Linked DNA regions of Bos taurus: regions 1 and 3 are each linked to region 2. Evidence: chromatin contacts called from public Hi-C data. All regions are on one chromosome and are shown on one strand. Each heading gives the region's core, a stretch centred on a gene start, on an enhancer-like site or on the middle of the called end of the contact. The rest is flanking DNA. Distances are from core to core; before and after follow the strand shown. Region 1 has its middle 15 kb from the start of C20H5orf47. Region 2 holds the start of BOD1 (biorientation of chromosomes in cell division 1). Region 3 holds the start of CPEB4 (cytoplasmic polyadenylation element binding protein 4).

Region 1 (3,558 bases), core at 483-2,982, 360 kb after region 2:
GTTTCTTCCTTAAATTATTAATACATATGGAGAGTGGAGCGCCATAATTCTCAAAAGTTGGGGTTATACATGTCTGTTTCTGATAAGAATTACTGCCGTGCTATCACAGAGTAAGTACTCAATGCATTTACCTGTTATTAGTAGCAACATAATGACATATGATTAGTAGTATCATAATAATGACTATCTACACTGTTACAGATTGCAGGTCCCTGTGCTGGGTGGGAGGCAGGAGTGGGCGGCAGGGTCACTGGCAGCAGGGGGAACCCTCTGATGCTGTCTTCCCACCTCCTGCTTATTCTCACATTTCCACAGGATCTAGCCTGACAGAGTTGCCATGGTGACGGAGAAAGCAGAGACTCCAGGCCCAGCACCACATCGCCTAGTTCCTGCTTTCTTCCTCCTACTGGGTGGGGGTTGGGGAATCCATACTCTGTAGCAGAGGGGCTGAGCCTATGCTACCAATGTGAGCAAAACTCCAAGGGGCCATGAGCTGGGACTTGTTTTCTGGAATCTTTCAGTTTAGGGAAAGAAGCAGGAAAAGAGGAGTGGGAGCTAGAAAGTAGGCCTTTTGTCTCCCAGGTGACCGCTCCATTATCCTGCCTTTGAGGAAATATGATTTTCAGTTCCTCAGTTATTTCCCTTTTGCCCCCACAAATAGCAAATCTCAGGCAAATGTGACCCAGGCACAGTGTGGGATAGTAGAGACCACTTGGGATCCGTAGGGTTAATGGTGTGGCTTTGGGTGAGATTAAGGGTGAGACCCCCTCCCCCCGGCCCAGGATTTCTGTCCCTTTGCCACGTCTGGCTGAGTGATTTCAGCCACACTAGGTAACCTCTGAGTATTGGTCATCTCATCCATCAGAAGGGGCAAATAACATCTCCATCATTAGACTGAAGTGAGGATTAAATGAGGCAATCATGAAAAAAAAAAAAAAGAAACGCACAAACTATAAACATGAGTGACTCTTATTATCATGACCGTTATTGTCATAGATATTGACATTGTGGCCAGTAACTATCTTGGGGAAGTCCGTTCCCCTCTGTGATATTACACCCAACCCCACCCAGAGGGGACAGTGATCCTCAGCTACGATGACTGGATCAAGTGCCGTGAAAGCCTAGTGCTCTGCCTGATGCAACTAGAGTACAACAGAAATCTGGCCTTGCCAAGCCTTGATAAACCCTTCCAACAGCTTCCCAAGGCCCTGGAAATAAAATCAGCACATTTTCCCAGGTGTGGATGACCTGAATGATCTAGCCCCACTCCCACCCCAACTTCCTCTCCTAACCCTTCTCCATCACACCTTCCTGGCACAGGACAGACCCCTCTCTTTCCTTCAGGGCAAGCCACCTTTCATGGGGCAGGGTCTTCCCACTCCTTTTTACCTCCAGTAAGAAATTATCTGCCTGCCCTGCTCCACCCTCTCCCTGTCTTCAGCTCAGCTCAGAACAGAACTGGTTCCTCCTTCACCCTTTGGGGCTTAGATTAAACATCACCTCCTCTGAGATAAATTCCTGAATCACTCTTTCTAAACGCCCTGTGTTCCTGCACTCATCGTCATCACACTTGATTTGTTGTCAGAAGCTCTCCTGACTGGCATTCAGTACAGTGTCTAATTATCTCGATATATAGTTTGTGTACTTGCTTTTTCAGGCGAGGCAGACAAGTGCTGCCTGAATCCTATTTGCGTCCTCAGGACTTGTCTGAGCCTTCCATACCGTAAGTGCTTGTTAAATGTTTGCCGAGTGGGTGACTCATAGGATCCTGACGTTCGTTCTCTTTCCAAGGCTAGCTCTCAAAACTGCGGCCAAGAGGATGGCTGGGCTGCAGCGGGGCCTCAAGGCTCAGGTATTTCCCAAGCAGGATAGAGATGGGAATGCTTGATAAAGGCAGCTCAGAGTCCTCAAATGCCAGTGGGTGCCAGGTTCAACTGGGGATATTGTTCAAATGCGGGTTTTAGTTCTGCCCCGAGAGAGCCCGAGACTGCATTTCTAACAAGCTTCTCTGAACACGCTGGAGAAGCCAACACCGAGTCCCTGCAGAAACCTGGGAGAAACAAGGACTGGGAGAGTGTGGGCGCCAGAAGAGAGTCTGACTGGGTTGTGGGTGCAGCTCCCGGATTGGAAGTGGGGGCATCCAGGACCTGGAAGGGAGGGTAGAGGACAAGAAAGACCTGGCCTCCTCTGATGCTAGAGCAGACGACTCAGATACCGCGAGAGGAGGGGAGCTGCTGTGTCTGAGAATCTGCTTTAGCCCCAGAGAGAGAGTGCTATCCATGAGTTTGTTCATTCATTTATTTCTTCAACAATTATTTTCATATTATTTATTCTAAGGATACTGTGGGGATGTGTGTATGTGTGCTCAGTTGTGTCCGACTCCTTGCAACCCCATGGACTGTAGCCCGCCAGGCTCCTCTGTCCCTGAGATTCTCCAGGCAAGAATACTGGAGGGGGTTGCCATGCCCTCCTCCAGGGGATCTTCCCAACCCAGAGACGGAACCCATGTCTCCTGCATTGGCAGGTGGATTCTTTACCACTGCACCACCTGGGGATAAGACACAAAATCTCTGTCCTCTTGGCATTTACATCCTAGAGACAAAGACCTACATTTTGAGGCCTCAGCTGTTTGTGTGTGTGTGTGTGTGTGTCTGTGTGATTTTGGTGACTCATTTCAGCGATCTGAGCCCTAGTGAAATGTGATGCCCACACCTAGTGTTGGAAGTTGTTGGATGGATCTTAAGATAGAATGCCTTACAAAGATAAGGGATTATTATTGTTCACAGAATCACTAACCTGAGTTTTGAACTTGCATTCTGTTAACCAAAGGTGGAAATTTGCAAAGAAGAATCATATCAAGGAATTTTCTTATTCATTCAATCATTTATACAAGTGTTTGCCCTGTCCTAGGCTCTAAAAGTATTGGAGAGGCAAAGCCAGCAAAGTCCCTGTCTGTTGGCAGTTATAGTTCAGAAGATGAAATCAGACAATCCACAAGCAGACGCATACATAAACCAGAAAAAAATAGTGCTGTTAGTGCTACGAGAAAAACAAAATGATAATATGGTGGAGACTGAGAATGGGGCTACTTGAACTGGGAGATTAGAGAAGTTATCTCTGACAGGTGAGATTTAAGCTGAGATGTGAATAGTGAAAGAAAAAACAAACCATGCCAAAATCTGAGGGAAACATACTCTAGGCAAAGGAAACAGCATATGCGAAGGTCCTGAGGCAATACTGGGTTTGATATATCCAAGGCAGAGTAGTGCAGCTGGGCTTAGTGACAAGAGAAAAAAGGGTCAGGAGATGAGTTCAGAGATGTCAAGGGGCCAGATAAGGAAAGGCATTCCTAGCAAGGGCGCAGGCTTTGGATTTTATCTTTAAATTAAATGGAGAGCCACTGAAGAGTAGCTGAAGTAGAGGGATAGGAACTGATTTTGTGACCACTCCGTGTCTAGTCAAGGCTCTGGTTTTTCCAGTGGTCATGTATAGATGTGAGAGTTGGACTATAAAGAAACCTGAGTGCCGAAGAATTGATGCTTTTGAACTGTGGTGTTG
Region 2 (3,714 bases), core at 11-2,510:
TCTACGCCAGAATATACACTTTGAGGACAGGATAGTGACATGCTTGACTCTGTGTCCAGAAACCTCACCAATAAATGTTTAATGGATAACCTATCTTTAAGGCCTAGTTCTAAGCTCACAATCTTCCTGTGAGGTAGGCAAAAGATTTCCATGTTGGGCTCAGAGAGGAGAAATCACTTCCCTAGAGGAGCCCATTCAGTAAGAGAGCCTCCTATGTCTACAACCACAGTCTTGTGAGAGAAACTTCTGAAAAGGGAGTAAAAAAAGATTTCGGCGACCACTCTTTGTCTGACACTTAACACCGGTGACTTCACTGAACCCAAATGAATCTGGGCAAGGTCAAGTGAAACAGTATTAGTCGGTTGACCTATGGCATTAGGATCTAACGGAGAATCTTTCAACCAATGATGGAATACAAAATACGGGTGCTGCTTCTACGAAAACGTACCTTAATTAACTGCATACTCAAGCCTGCAAATCACTGAGCTGGAGAAAAGGAAGAAAGGCTGATGTTTGTGCATTCAAACCATTCCTGCTTACTTACCCGGTTTTCTCCAGTGTTGTTAACATACTGAGATTTGTTACTGTTGTGCTTAAAGGAGTCTCATCTTGGGAAATACAGGGTCGAGGTTGTAAAACCCGTACTGGGTCCCCAAGTTCAGAGATGCTGTTGGGCTAAGCAGCACAGAGCAAGGATGGGGCGGGAAGCCGAACGCACGTGGACATCCCTCAGAAAGCTTCCTATACTGCCCCAAGCGGTCTCCTCGCTGCTGAGATTTGAAAAGTACCTTTTGTTTTTCTCTAGGATTTGGAAATGCGAAGCTGCAGCCATAGCAGCCTCACGCCCACCCGCCCCCCGTGAGCCCAAGCCGCCTCTGCTGACCTTGGTGTCCACGTCGGCCAGGCAGTCCCGGCGGAAGCTGTCAAACAGACCCCGGCTCTTGAGCTGCTCCACGATGAGCGCGATGAGCTGCGGGTCGCCCGGGGGCAGTGACGCCGGGTTGATGGGGCCGCCGCTCCCGCCGGCCCCGCCGCCGCCCGCCGCTGCCCCAGCCGAGGCCGGGCCCGCGCCGCCGCCGCCCACCGCGCCGGTGCTCCCGCCGCCCCCGCCGTCAGCCATGGCTACGCGCCGGGCCCGCCAACGGGCCCGAGTAAGGCTTCCTCTCAGGAACAGAGGGCCCAGGTCGTGGAGAGGCGGCGGAGGGGCCCGAAAAGGAGAAGGCGGCGGCGGCGGGGACGTAGGAGGAAGGGGCGGCGGCGGCGTCGACAGCGGCCGCAGCAGTCTCTCAGGTAGCAGAGCTGCTGCCGGAGGCGGCGGAAACCACCCGCCGCGTCCCGGACGCTCTCCGGATGACGTCACCGCTGACCTTTGCATTGTGGGGCGGGAGGTCTTCCGGCAGGCAGCTCCCTCTCTCTTATAGGCAGAGATCTGGCGGACGGAAACTACATCTACCGGCAGGCTCCGGGCTCGCGTCTCCAGTTTGTGGGACAGGATGGGACTTGTAGGCGTAGGCCCTAGTGATTGCTGCAGCATGGGCTGGCCTTCCTCGCCCTCACCCGGTACTGCCCCCTCGCTCTAAATCTGCGCATTCCCAGAGTACCTGATTTTAAGAATCGTCTGCTAGGCTGATTGAATATATAGGTTAACAGGTTTGTCTCTTAGAGATTCTGATTCAGTATTTCTAGGTCGTGGCCTGGGAATCCGTGATTTTTACATGTATTCCCACGCCCTTCTTGAGCAACAAATATGATCTGGGAAATGTGGGAAGCAGTGGACTAGTCACATTTTTTAAATTCAAAAATTGTGGGTTTTATTTCCCCTTCTGATTTTAGTAGAAATACATACTTATTTTAGAAAATTGAAAAATAACAGAAAATTGTGCTGTAAAAAAGTTCCCTGATTTTGTGTGTGTGTGTATTTCCTTCCGGATAGCTTTTTTTTTTTTTTTGACTTGCTTGGTCAGTTCTGTGTGACTCTTTGCAACACCCATGGACTGTGGCTTGTCAGACTCCTCTCTCCATGGAATTTTCCAGGCAAGAATACTGGAGTGGGTTGCTATTTCCTTCTCCAGGGGATCTTCCCCACTCAGGGAACAGAACTCTAATTTCCCGTGTCCCCTGCTTTGGCAGGTGGATTCTTTACTACTGAGCCACCTGGGAAGCCTATAATAATAATAAGTGAATGTTGAGTAATTGGAATATTACAGGCATGATACCAAGTACTTTATATACACTACTTCATAATCTAAAAAGCAGTTATTATCGCTATTTTGCAGATCCAAAAATGGAGGCACAGAGTTTGTTACCCTGATCACCTAGCTAAAGGTGCAAGAGGAGGGGTTGAAGTCAGGTCTCCTGAATCCAAATCTTGGCGATGTTTAAGCTAAGGTGTACTACATTTTGCGAGCTAGCTGATATCAAAGGTAAGGCTTTTTTTCTTATTTTTTTTTGTAGCTACAATTCATCATTGGAACTGCCACCACTATCCTCTCTTCCTTTCAGCTTTTGCCTGTTACTGACTGAACTCTTGCCCATAACCTAGGCATTGTTATTTCCTCATCTTCCATAAGCAGTGGAGGATATGTAAATAATAAATTCTTCAATATCCTTGGCTCCTAAGAAAAGAAATAATAGAGATCTCTCTATTATGGATGCGCTCCACTCCAACATTTCCCATGTAAAAGCATTTAGCCCTTAAAATGAATACTGGGGTGTTATAGTTTATACTCAGCCTTTAACTCAAGTTCACTCTTCCTCAAAGGTTAAGTTAACAACCAACATTATCTCTTAATACTTCAGCCATCCTGGGGATTTCATAATGACTATTTCTCCTAATTGTTCCCACACTTATCACCCACTTTTAGCCCCAGGAGAGGCCTGGGTTCAGGCTGCCTGGGCCCCCAAGTTCATTCTTCTCTAAACTCTCTGATCACTTTGGCCAGCCTCTTCTCCATTTTGACAGGCACATCTTACTCTCTTTCCTCAGGGTAAACTTTTCTGACCTTCTGACCTAATTGGTTTTATCTCACTTTTATAGACTCTCAAAGCCTCTTTCTTGTAACAATTATTATAATTGAAAGTGAATAATTTATAGGTAAATTGGCCACCTGTTCCCACGGCTAAAGTTTTAGAGCCAGGACCGCAGCTTGCTGTTCATCACCATGTTTCCAGCCCATAGCTCAATACCTAGCTGAAACTACATTTTGGTCCATTTCCTATAATCATGGGGTAAAGTCAGAGAGACAGTCTGTGTTGGGGGTGGGTGGAAGAGGGTGTCATTTGTAGCCACCATTTGCAGAAAAAGCAGGGGATGATGGATTAATCCATCATGACCAAACGGATAAGTGATCCTGGAGACTGACAGCAAATGGTTTAATCGTTTGTCAGTCTCATGAGGACCTTGTATCATATCCTAGTTGCTAGAATTCTGAACTGTGAAAACAGGTTGAATCTTATAGCTGTGACCTTGTGTCTGGAATCGCTATAAATGGGTTGTGGTGGGGTCAAGGGAATGAAGAGAAAGTAATCAAGACTTGTGCAGTTGCTAAGTCCTATTTGACTCTGTGACCTCATGGACTGCAGCACACCAGACTTCCCCGTCCTTCACTATCTCCCGGAATTTGCTCAAATTCATGTCCATTGAGTCGGTGATGCCATCCAATCATCTCATCCTCTGTCACTCCCTTCTCCTGGTTTATTACTCATCCAGAGTTG
Region 3 (3,732 bases), core at 1,061-3,560, 270 kb after region 2:
ATTGAAGTAGTTCTCTATGCTTAACATGTCAATAAGGAACTGACATTTTTGAAAACCTCCTATGAGCCCAGCACTTCACTGTAATTTACTACTTTCTAGCCAGGGAGGAACTATCATTCATATTTTATTGATAAGGAACCAGGGTATTGTAGAGGTGATTCCTGCCCAGAGCTCTACAATTAGGCAGTAGAAGATCTGGGATTCAAATAATCAGTTTGGTTCTAAAGATAACCCTCTTTCCTTCAAGCATGGCAGCCATTTCAGCCACTAAGAATTGGCAGCCCCAAAAGATTCTCAACCATCTACTGAACACTGAACATTCATTCATTCATTCAATAAACGTATTCTGAGTCCACTCTGTGCCAAATACTCTGATGGCCACTAGCGACACACAGATAAACCAGACAAAATCTCTGCCTGTGAAAAGAAACTAACTGACAACCAGCAGTAACCAAATGAGAAGAATCTACAAGATGCTACAAAAAGGAGAGTCAGGGAAACCATTCTGGAGGAAAGGACACCTAATTAAACCAGCTCAGTCTCAAGGTATGACCAGTTATGGGGAATAAACAACAGAGTAAGACCCAATCCCTATCACTCAAGGAACTCAAAGAAGAGTTACAAAGACTCATGTTCAGGACATAAGACAATAAATAAATAAATAAAATCACTAAGATCCCAAACGGGTGTTCTACATGGAAGTATGGGAGGATTGATAAACTGAGGCAGCAGAAGTTGGGGCCATTGAGGAAAGGCTAGGGAAAGGAAGTGGAAGTCATTTCTTTTCATGAGATCTTTCTTAAAAGTCTGTAATCTCTCCTTTTTACTCACTACTTTTGCCATAGTCACTTGTGGATCTACTCTGATTTCTTCATTTTTCATTTTCTACTAAAGGAAAACACTCACTATTCAACATATTTAGAACCTTTGCTGAGAGCAAGGCGTTAATCTAGGTCCTGATGGTGGTCATGTACAAATATGAACAAGACAAGGAACCCTTGAGTAGCAAAGGAATAACCTAAATGATGAAAGTTTGAGAGACATTAGCCCCAAACCAAATGGCAGACCTGAAAAGAGGATTCAGGAAAGATATCATTCTGGTTGGTTTGTTCACTCTTTTTTTTCAGCATCCATTCGCTAATGATTCCTATCTATCAATACAAGGTCCTCTCCTCAAAGAGCCCACAGGTGACCACAGGTCCAGGAGACATAAGTTACCATTACAAAGAGGGTGACAAGCATGAGAAATATACTGGGCCATGGATATTCATTCAAGAGGAATTTCAGAAGACAGAGTTGGTAGCTTTTGAACCGATTCCTAAAACTAAATAAGAGTTTACCTGGTGGAGGAGAGAGGAAACGGAAGGTAAAAAGGACCTGAGATTATATTTGGAGGAGCTTGGTGTGGGACGTTTGGAGGAGATGAGATGTTAAGATATACTGCCCCCAGAGTGCAAAACCCTTGAATATCAGGATAAAAAGTTTGGTCTTTTTCAAGGAGGTAGTGGGCAGTCGTAGAGAGAGCAGAACAGGTGAGGATCCTGGTTAAGATTCTTCGTTTCGGAAATGTCCCCCTAATAAGCGGGTAGGGTACATTAGAGCGGATAGGGACAAGGAGGGCTCGGCCACGGACGCCGACAGGAGCTGTATTTTTGTGCCTGAAACACTGCACCGGACGGGAGCCTAAACCAAGCAGGAGTGGGGGTGGGGGGATGGAAGGTGAAGGGAGAGTCCCGTTTAAGATCCATTTTCAGGACAAGCACATACGCAATTCTAGACACCTTACAGCAGCTAGTAAAACCCGCCTCCTCTTCCAGATCCCTCTGGGGCGGAGCTCGAGCCAAAGCACGAGATGCCTGGGGAACCACGTTTACTCTGGGCAGTCCTCCTGTTCATCCGCGGTTTCATGGGTAGCCACTCCGATCTCCTACTCCTGGACTCTTTTTCACAGTGCTAGGGAAATCCGTTCTCTTCCGCGCGTCCCTGTACGCTCCACCTGCAGAGCGCGGTTAAGCGAAATAAACAGCGCAGTAGTCCTTTGCCCACACTAAAGATGGCGACTCGCTGGGCTCCCTCTGGGTAGTAGAGCGAGTTCCAGGCTCCAGGCCTCACTGGGCGAGGCGCAGACGGAAGGGGCGTCTCTCGACGTAACTTTTCGACCTTCCTGGGAGGGGACCTGGGTTGTGGGCGTGGCCTTATCTGAATTCTAGCAGCTTATTGGCCTTTAGGCAGGTGGGCGGGGTGTCTGCCCTAACCCACCCCTCCCTTTTCGAACCGGAAGTGTCTCTCGGTCTTTCCAGCTGGTTGTCATTTCACTCGGCTAGGTCCTGAGGAGAAGGACTCAGCCGCGGCTGCTGGACCCGGGCACCGGGAGGCGGCGGCGGCGGCAGCAGCAGCAGCAGCGGCGGCGGCGGCGGCGGCGACAGCAGAAGAGGAAGAGGAGGAAGAAGGAGAGAAGAAGAAGAGCCAGGCGGAGTTCGCAGCTACGACAGCGGGGACTGCGGGACCGGGGTAAAGCGGCGGCGACGACGACGGCCCAGCAACCGTGAGGAGAAACAAAAGCCTTCTAAATTATAGTTTTAAAAAAAATCTGGGGGCAAAAAGAGAGAGAGCAAAGTAGGGAGGCCCTTCTCCTTTAGAACAACTAAGCTAGTGGGGTTTTCTTTTTTCCCCTCTCCCTCCCCCTCCCCGCACCCCCCACCCCCACCCCCTCCGCGGAGAATCGAACTGAGAGAACTGAACAAACCGCCCCTGGGTCCCATGAGGGAAAAAAACCCCGGAGCCGCAGAGAGGGGAAGAGGCCGAAACCGCAGGACCTTCCAGGTCGCCCCCTTGGTCCCCGCACCCCCGGGCCGCCAGCTCGTCCTCGTCGAGTGTCCCTAATCCATCCTGATCGCGACACCCCCACGAGGGAGAAACGGGTGTGTTTCCAAACCATTTCATGGGGGAGAGGAGGCCAGGGGGAGCCCAGGAACAGCGACCGCAGCAAGATCTGCACCCAGAGCTTCAGGAACAGCCCCAGAGGCCAAAACTGCACCCCGTGAAAGAGCAGAAACAGGATCAGGAAGAGCAGAAACCTCCCTGCAATCATCTTTCCATTAGTCAATGCTGATTTCCTCTCCGGCAACCAGGAATTTGCCCCCCACCCCAGATAACCTAATATAATCTATATATATAAATATATAATATATAATGTTCTTAAATTATTCCTGATTTTTTTTAACCAAGCTGCCAAGAAAAGAACCTATTCTCCTCATACCCTATTCTGATTTTTATGTGAGTGAATCTAAACTGCTGAAGAAGACCATATGTGATTGTTAAATTATATATATATATATATATATTTTTACTCCTCGCAATGCTTATTCTTCTACATCCATAGATGCTTGAGAAGCTGTGTTTTTGTCATTCATGTACGTTTTCCTTTGGAAAAAGAAAGCGCCTATTTTACTAACCAAAGACTTGATTTTTACCCTCTTCGTTTTTATTCCCTTCTAGAAATAAGCCTAGTTGGATTCATGTCAGTGTTTTAAGGTTTTTTTTTTAGTTTTTTTTTTTTTTTTTCTTTCAGAGACCAGAATTCCAAATCTGAACTATTTAGGGTGATAAGCTGCATCTTTGAGCTAGGTAAAAATAAGACGTTTCAAACAAGCAACTTACATTTGGAGTAGAGGATACAAAGGCTTGAGATACTAGTTTGTTGTTTTTTATCTTAAGATTCTGAGCCTAAAA

The links. Hi-C and Micro-C count contacts between places; a contact is called where the count stands out from the background.
Region 1: a contact with region 2 is called in a Hi-C map of blastocyst, with 3 times the contacts expected there. The contact joins the enhancer-like site here to the promoter of BOD1 in region 2. A contact is called at or near these places in 7 of 11 Hi-C or Micro-C datasets (blastocyst, blood, liver and 3 more).
Region 3: a Hi-C map of skeletal muscle shows a contact between it and region 2, with 6 times the contacts expected there. The contact joins the promoter of CPEB4 here to the promoter of BOD1 in region 2. A contact is called at or near these places in 3 of 11 Hi-C or Micro-C datasets (liver, skeletal muscle and an unstated tissue).

Annotation. Positions count from the first base shown.
Region 1 is chr20:5,685,604-5,689,161 of ARS-UCD2.0, forward strand. No RefSeq gene overlaps it. Among named protein-coding and RNA genes, the nearest start is that of C20H5orf47, 15 kb to the right of the region's middle. Within about 2 kb of position 1,733, at least 15 of the 102 cell types and tissues checked have an H3K27ac peak or open chromatin away from gene starts, as enhancers often do.
Region 2 is chr20:5,330,483-5,334,196 of ARS-UCD2.0, forward strand. It overlaps BOD1 (biorientation of chromosomes in cell division 1), which reads right to left and starts at 1,261. Exons shown (of 4, transcript NM_001076200.1): 1 at 884-1,261. The coding sequence starts at 1,120.
Region 3 is chr20:5,603,723-5,607,454 of ARS-UCD2.0, forward strand. It overlaps CPEB4 (cytoplasmic polyadenylation element binding protein 4), which reads left to right and starts at 2,311. Exons shown (of 8, transcript XM_005221434.4): 1 at 2,311-3,732.